Linked DNA regions of Hordeum vulgare: region 2 is linked to region 1. A link is a contact called in public Hi-C data. All regions are on one chromosome and are shown on one strand. The core of a region is the stretch at or near the end of the contact, and the rest is flanking DNA. Distances in the headings are between cores, read along the strand shown.

Region 1 (3,670 bases), core at 299-2,798:
AACCCCTTAAACGCCATAGACCCTTAAAAGAAGTTTAAGGGGGCACGGTAAAAGCGCCCCTCTAACCCGCGGATACACTATTTTCGCCCCCGCCTCGTCGGTGCCGTGTATCTCGCGAAAGCAGTTGGTGGAAGGGACATTTCAGCCTGCGTCGGTTCCCTTCCCCCATCCCACAGGGCCGCCACCCGCCAGCCGCCTGGAATTTCGGACGTACTCGTCGTTGGAATCACGTCGTCGGACCGCTCCTAAGCTCATTCCATCGCGTCGCCTCGCCGCCCCATCTGGTCCGTCGAGCCGCGTCGCCCCCGGATGCCCGCTGAACCGGATTGACCCCCACCACGTCCGGCCCACCTCCGCCTCGGATTCGCAAGTTTGCGGCCACCCCCTTTTCGCCGCAAACACCCACTATCAACTTCAGGAGCATCTCATCGAGTATCATTGGCAGAGACATGGTAGTAATTTTTGCCATTTTTTATTCATTTCATTTAGTTCATGTGTGATTTTCATCATTGTTGTATTTAGAACATTTTTTTATTGAATTATTACTTTATTTCAAAGATTTGAATAATGATTGTAATATGAATGATTGTTGTATTGTGATTTGGATATTTGATCTTATATTTTTTAATCAATTTTAATAAATAGCACGCTTATACATACGATTTTATAATGCGGGTTCTGTTCAGTCGTGACTTTTGTTAATCCATAAAATGCTTTTTTCATGAACTATAAATGCAGGATACAGATCGTGTTATACCGGGTGTGCTAGAGTTGGTGGAAGGACCTGCTATTTTCTGCCCGTCGTCGTCGACAGGACACGCACTCGTGGGCGATGACATGCGTGGCCAAGGCGCATGCTACGCTGGCCGCCACTAGTATATAGATATCTAACGCGGATCCGCGTAATCAAGGACTCCACAAATTGCGACACCTCTTCGTTGCTAGGTGAGGTTAGGTCGGAATCTACCGGTACGCGCTGATGTTTTTCGGTCTCCGATCGAGACACACCGAGATCTTCCTGCACACGTTGACCACTCGTCACTAGCATTCCCACAGCGCACAGCCCTGTGTCTTGCACGCCAGTCCGACCTGCGTGTCGCCGACGAGACTCCAAAGTCCAAACCGCTCTCTCCATCACCCCATGAGCAGGTAAAAAAGGTCGATTTCACCTCCTGCCTCGTCGCCGGGTACAGTAGAATAAGATCGGGGATACGAAGAATGGGACCTGTCAGGGCACAGGGGAACAGAGAGAGACATGGACCGGCCGACGCCGTTCACCGTGTGTACGCGAGTGTGCTCCACTAGTAAGCCCAAATTGAAACACGCCTGAAGAGGGAGACACGTGAGCAAATTTTGAAACGCCGGGGCGCGGCGAACCTTCTCGCTGGCCGCCTACCTGGCCGGCCCAAGTTGCCGCAAGCCACGCACCCAGTCACATGCCGCGAGGAGCAAAGCAGAGAGCAACAGCGATGTGCCGTACGCGGCGCAGGAATGCAGCTATTCCATCCTGTCCTGGGTGTGTTCCCACCTTTGCCTTGTTTATTGGCAGCCGGCCGCGCGAGGAGCTGTCACGGCCCGGCAAATCCAGAGCCTATATATACGCACGCACAGCTCACCTGAGCTGAGCAGAGCCAAGGCACCCGCATTATTCATCGCTTCGACAGCCGACACAGCGCGATCGAGTCCCCGCGCAGAGCAAGAAGATCAGGAGGAGGATCCCCATTCGATCTGATGGCGCCGGAACTCGGGTGGTGGCCGATGTCGCCGTGGCTGAGCCCGGGCGCGGCGTCGTTCATCCTCTTCAACCTCCTCGTCGGCGCCATCGCGCTCATGTCGTCGTCGTCCCGGGGGCCGGAACCGGCCGCCCGGCGCAGGCTCGTCCGCACCGCCTCGACCGTCGTGCTGGAGAGCCTGCGTTCCGTCTCCAACTTCCCCTTCCACTCGCTGGGCGACTACGGCGTCGCGTGCTCTGCGCCGGCGGCGTCGCAGCTCCACCACGTGCAAGACCAGTACAACGGTACGTTCCAAGGGCAAGAAGCGCGGGAGGCGAGCAGGGTGGAGCACGAGCCGGCGTCAGTGGCGCAAGAAGAAACTGTAGCGGCGGCCGCGACAACCACCTCGCCGCAGAGCGCGCCTTTCGCGGCACCGGCGGCACAGGAGGTGGACAGGATGGTGGAGCACGAGCCAGCGTCAGTCCCTCAAGAAGAAACTGCTGTGTCGGCCACGACAACGACCAAGCCGCAGAGCGCGGCGCGGGCGGCACTCGACGCGTCCGCGGCGGCGTCTAAGGCCGAGGTTGGAGACGGGGAGTCCATCAGCTTGGACGAGGCGTACGCGCTGGCGCGCGCGGGGCGGCAGCGGCAGTCCGCCGCAGATACGGTGCCGAGGAAGGTCAAAGGGCGAGGAGCCTACGGATGTGGGCGGGGAACGGAGGACGTCGAAGGGAAGGCGGAGGTGGACGCGCGGGCGGAGCAGTTCATCCGGCAGTTCCGGGAGGAGCTCAAGCTGGAGCGCATCAACTCCATCCTCAACTACACCCACGCGCTGCGCCGCACCGCCGGGGCACGGTAGCCGGTGCCGCCGCTCGGCCCATCGTCTCGTTTGATTGTGTAGAGAGAATATTTCGTTTGCTCTGTACAGCATTTTTGATTGATGGATCATTCCCACAGAGAATGCAACAGCAGTACAGCACACAGTTTTGGATTGTTTACTGCAGCCACGTACTGTTAGAGAGAACTGCCAAAACATCGTATATTGGCAGATCGCACATCTCTCAACCTGCAGAAAGGACGGATCGACGACGGCATTGCTATAGGGCAATACGCCTACGCGCAGCGTGCTTGTGCCCGGTGACCATGGCGGTGAGAGCATGTACAGCCACATCTTGCAAATCGGACCTTTAAACGTCCGCACACCTGTCCGGATGTGTTTGTGGTACTGATCGAACACTTCCTAAATTGGTGTCATGTATCTCATGTCCGACACCTTTTATCCCTACAAATCCATACAACATAGTACGTAGATCATCACACGATCAAAATTGACAAGAAACAGACATATAAACCAGTATCAAAAGGGCATAATTTACATAAACATCATTGAAAAGACATAATTAAGCACCTCAACTTGAGATCCGGCACATTCTAACTACATATCAATACTAGATTATCTAAAAGGAGATGGTGAGCTTCACCACTTCCTCGTCGGCCGTTTGCCCTTGCCGTCGTCGGTGATGTTGTAGCTGTCCGTAGCAGGAGGTGGGTCGACATCGAAGTCGTCGGAGTCAGCCCCATCGGAGGAGGAGAAGGAGATGACGATGTAGCCTTGACAGCGCTGGACGATGCGGTCTTTCTTGCGCTTGAGCTTGGCCACCCTTGCCACCTCTGCCCTCTCCCCCCCGCTCGTATTGCTCATTGCCGAGCCGGAGCTATTCGACGTTGATCCTCCCAAGCCGCCAAGCGTCCATCTCCGCCGTGGTTAGCACCGACGAAGCGGGCACTAGAACCCACCGCTGCCCGCACGGAGCAGCTCCAGGAGGTAGAGGAGGCCATCGAGCGGACGGAGCAGACTTGGCACGCCTCGTAGATCCGTGTGCGGGGTGGGAAGGGCCGACATTTGGCTATGCCGACGGCCTACAGGAGGCGTCGCACCAGAGCCGGAGCTGCCTCCC
Region 2 (3,670 bases), core at 352-2,851, 390 kb before region 1:
TAGTCCCTCGGAAATGTTGTTACAGAAGGTGTAGGAAAACCTAGGTACGGTATACAGGATTCCCAAAGGGAAAACGAAGGGGTCGTAGTAGAATTGTATATAGGTCACAGATTCGCCTCAACTAAACATCGAACTTGAACCAGCTCTGCGATGGTCTCGAAAATGCCGATGATGGCTCGTCCCTGGTGTTCAAGAAAACAGGACGGTTGCAAACAGTTTTGATGTTTCGGAGCTCTAGGAGTTCATCGTTTTTGTTTCCCATGTGCCTGCCTCTGAGCAAAAAAGAAAGAAAAAAACTATAAATTGCGACGGACTCGCTGTCAGATTGCAACCTACGGAGCTAGTGAATCTCACCATCAACGACAAGAAACACATCCACCGGTTCGATCGCGACGGGGAAACGAACAAACAAACAGCGCGATCGAGTCGAACGCAAGCTCTTTCATTGGAGACCGATCTGTACAAAAATGGACAAGCCATTAGGCTGTCCTTCCATCCAATCCAACACGGCTACCAGTACCCTTCCAACAACCGCGCACCAAACCCACAGCCACAGGGCACAAACCCGAGAGAAAGAAACAGCGAGGAAGACGCCAGCCAGCCAGCCAGACGAGCAGGTGATCCATCCATCCATCCGGCCACGTAGGCTATGGAGTTTGGAACAGCACACACACGACCCGGAATCCATCCGACCAACCAACCAACCGGGCCAATGTCGCTCAACTGACCGGCCGCGCGGCCTCCTGCCCGCCGGGGCTTCAGAACAGCGACGCCGCCCGCTTGTGCGGCGGCGCGGCGGCGCCCCCCTTCTTCCCGGCCGCCGCCTTGGAGTGCGCCACCGAGCAGCCGTCCCTCCTGTACCAGCTCGCCTGCTGCAGCCGGGTCCAGAAGTTGCCCCTCTTCGCCGGCTTCTTCTTCTCCTCCTCCGCCTCCGCCGCCTCCTGCTTGCCGTGGCGGCCGCCCGCGGCCGCCCCCGGCTGGTCCTGCCGCATCAGCATGCCGAGCCTCGCCCGCCGGGCCTCGCGGCAGGGCGGCGGCGCCGTCTGGGCCGACGCGACGCTCGCGTCCCCGGACGAGCGCGGCGAGGACGCCGCCGACGACCCGGAGGCGTCGTTGGCGGCGGAGATGCGCGAGAGGCGGTCGCTGAGGCAGAAGGGGCACACGCCCGCCGCGTGCCGGTGGCTCGGGTGCCTCCTGCACCGCGCCGCGTCCGCCTCCTTGGACTTGCCCGCCGCGGCCATGACGGCTTGCTTAGCTCGGAGTGTATGCTACTCCTAGAAAACTAATGGTGGCCGTGTGCGTGTGCGCGTGCGCGTGGTGGTGGCGATGCGGGCGTGTGCAATCGTCCTATTTATTGGCCGTTCCGGCAGCAGGGAGCTTCGCGGCTGGTGCCGGGGAGCGGGCCGCGTTGGGCGCCGTACGGTGCCCGCGGGGCGTGGGCGATCGGATGGTGGGGGTGAGCGGGGAGTGGGGGCGCGTGTGTGTGTGTGATTGGGTAGTAGAGTATGGGCATTTGGCGGATGATTGGTTCGGTTCAGCGCGGCAGTCGGCTGCGGTCAAGAGAATGTGTTTGAATTGCACAGTTCTGTTTAACCGTAAAAAAACAAATCTTGCAAACGGTTCGTGCAATGGCAAACGTAAAAGGGCAGTGGTCTGCCAGCCGTCCGATCTGTCGGATTAATCTGATTTGACCGTTAGATTTACCCATGCAGCAAAAAAATCCTTGATGCAGCAAATTTCGATCACGGATGCAGTAAAAATAGGAAATCGATTAAAAACAGCCGGTTGATTCTAGCGCGGCGTAAGCCTCTTCTAGCGGACGGCACGTGTCCCGCTCCGGTCCGCACACCGCTTCGTCCCTATCCCCACACGGGATGCCCCACCCACACAAGCACCAGCTGACTCTTGACTTGCATCGCAGCTCTCCCCAAATCAAAGCATCCTGCTGCAAGCCGTCGTGGACGCTGGGAGCAAGGGGGGCACTGGCGCTGCAATTAATGGCGGTCGCGCGGGCGGTGGTGCTGAGCTCTCGTCGGGCGGCTCCTTATGTACTGCGATGGAGCGCTCGCCGGCAGCCGGGAGCTGCGATGCAGCGCGCATTTGCTGCAATGATGCTTCATTGGCTACTGCACTAGAGCCTCGCCAGCGGCTGCAATGAAGCTTCACCGTCCAGCCGGAGCTGCCATGCAGCGGGCGGTGTTGGAATGGAGCTTTTGCGACGTCTGCATCGAAGCTTCACCGATGGCACGAAGCTGTGATGCACGGGCCGGTGATGCAATGGAGCTTCACTAGAGGCTGCGATGGAACTTTCAGCGGCGGCTGCATTGAAGCTTCACCGGCAGCCTGGAGTTGCGATGCAGTGGAGAGCTTGGCCGGCGGGGTTGGGTGCTGCGATGGAGAGCGGGGTGGCGTTGCGCGCGGTGTTGCGTCGCCGACGCCGACGGTGAAGGATCGTTGTGCTGCCAGCAAGGGGAAGGGGCTGCCGATATGAGAAGGGCCGGTCTTAGCGTTGACTGATCGAACGGCTCTAACAGGATGGATCCAACGGCATGCGACCTGACTGATTTCCTAGGGAAATCAATCGGTTCATTCGTAGCAGCTCCCGTAAAAATATGGTTGTAGCAAAAAAATATCAATGTGGTCGTAGTAAAAAAAACAACGCTGATGAAGCGTGATAGCAAAACAATCCGGTGAACTCGGGTTACAACTCTCTCGAACGTGTATGCAACTTTTTTAGTAAACGATTGTACCAAAAAATAATACCGATTATAGCAAAAATTAACACGTATTGTAGAAAAAAATTCGACGAACTCGGGTTGCAACTAAACATGGATGTAGCTTTTTTTATGAACAAAATGTAACAAAAATTCTATTGGTAGTAGCAAAAAAAAAACAGTTACATAAAAATAACGTCTCGCATCAAAAAGGAAGGAACGTCCCACGCGCAGGATCGCACGACGCACGCAGGGGCGGCCGAAGCGATCGGCCGACGCGCCGTCCAAAAATGTTTCCCAACGTAAAATAAAACCCAGCATTGGAAGCCACGGCACATCAGTGATACTACATAGGAGCAAAGTCTTTTTTTGTGTGTGTCGTGCATAGGTTACCTAGATACCTAGCATTCTCAGATAGTAGCAAATCACCAAGACAAAGATCTGCCTGATGTCCATACTTCTGATATGGTCGGAGTGGTGGGTTTCGGAAGGCTTCGTTGGCGGACTCCCATGTGCGTGTTATGCCTGGAGATTGCTGGATCGGCTGGAATTTGATCGTGTCCATTGATTCTCCATTAAGGAGGGAGAGGCGCGAAGCTGTGCTATTTGTTTTCATCAGGAGATATTTTACTCTATGATAAAGTCAAAGAGGAAGAATGTCATGAAAGGCGAGGTTGAAGGACTAGTAACCGTGATTATAGCCTACGTCGTTGAGGAATTTGCTTGGAGTTTTGAGATTTGTAGCAGTGGTATGTAAGTGGGAGAAACATCATAGGTGAAGTTTAAGGTCCTTTCTTTTAGGATGAAAATCCAAGGTCTAACCTTATTTGGTTGTGTCTGGCAATGACCTTGTTCAAGACATTGTTTTGAGAGTGGGAATTATCTTCACGATGAAAAATCAAGATTTTCGATCGGGCGACTACGGTGCTAATGCGCTGTTTCTTTTTTGGAGGCGT

What was found. A called contact is a pair of places that touch in the nucleus more often than the background predicts.
Region 2: a contact with region 1 is called in a Hi-C map of seedling, with 4 times the contacts expected there. The contact joins the promoter of LOC123412033 here to the promoter of LOC123410057 in region 1. A contact is called at or near these places in 2 of 6 Hi-C or Micro-C datasets (leaf and seedling).

Annotation. Positions count from the first base shown.
Region 1 is chr7H:82,004,959-82,008,628 of MorexV3_pseudomolecules_assembly, reverse strand. It overlaps LOC123410057, which reads left to right and starts at 1,548. Exons shown (of 1, transcript XM_045102940.1): 1 at 1,548-2,710. The coding sequence starts at 1,732. The coding sequence ends at 2,571.
Region 2 is chr7H:82,394,474-82,398,143 of MorexV3_pseudomolecules_assembly, reverse strand. It overlaps LOC123412033, which reads right to left and starts at 1,601. Exons shown (of 1, transcript XM_045104992.1): 1 at 424-1,601. The coding sequence starts at 1,241. The coding sequence ends at 759. LOC123412032 (LMBR1 domain-containing protein 2 homolog A-like) reads left to right here. Exons shown (of 14, transcript XM_045104991.1): 14 at 1-252.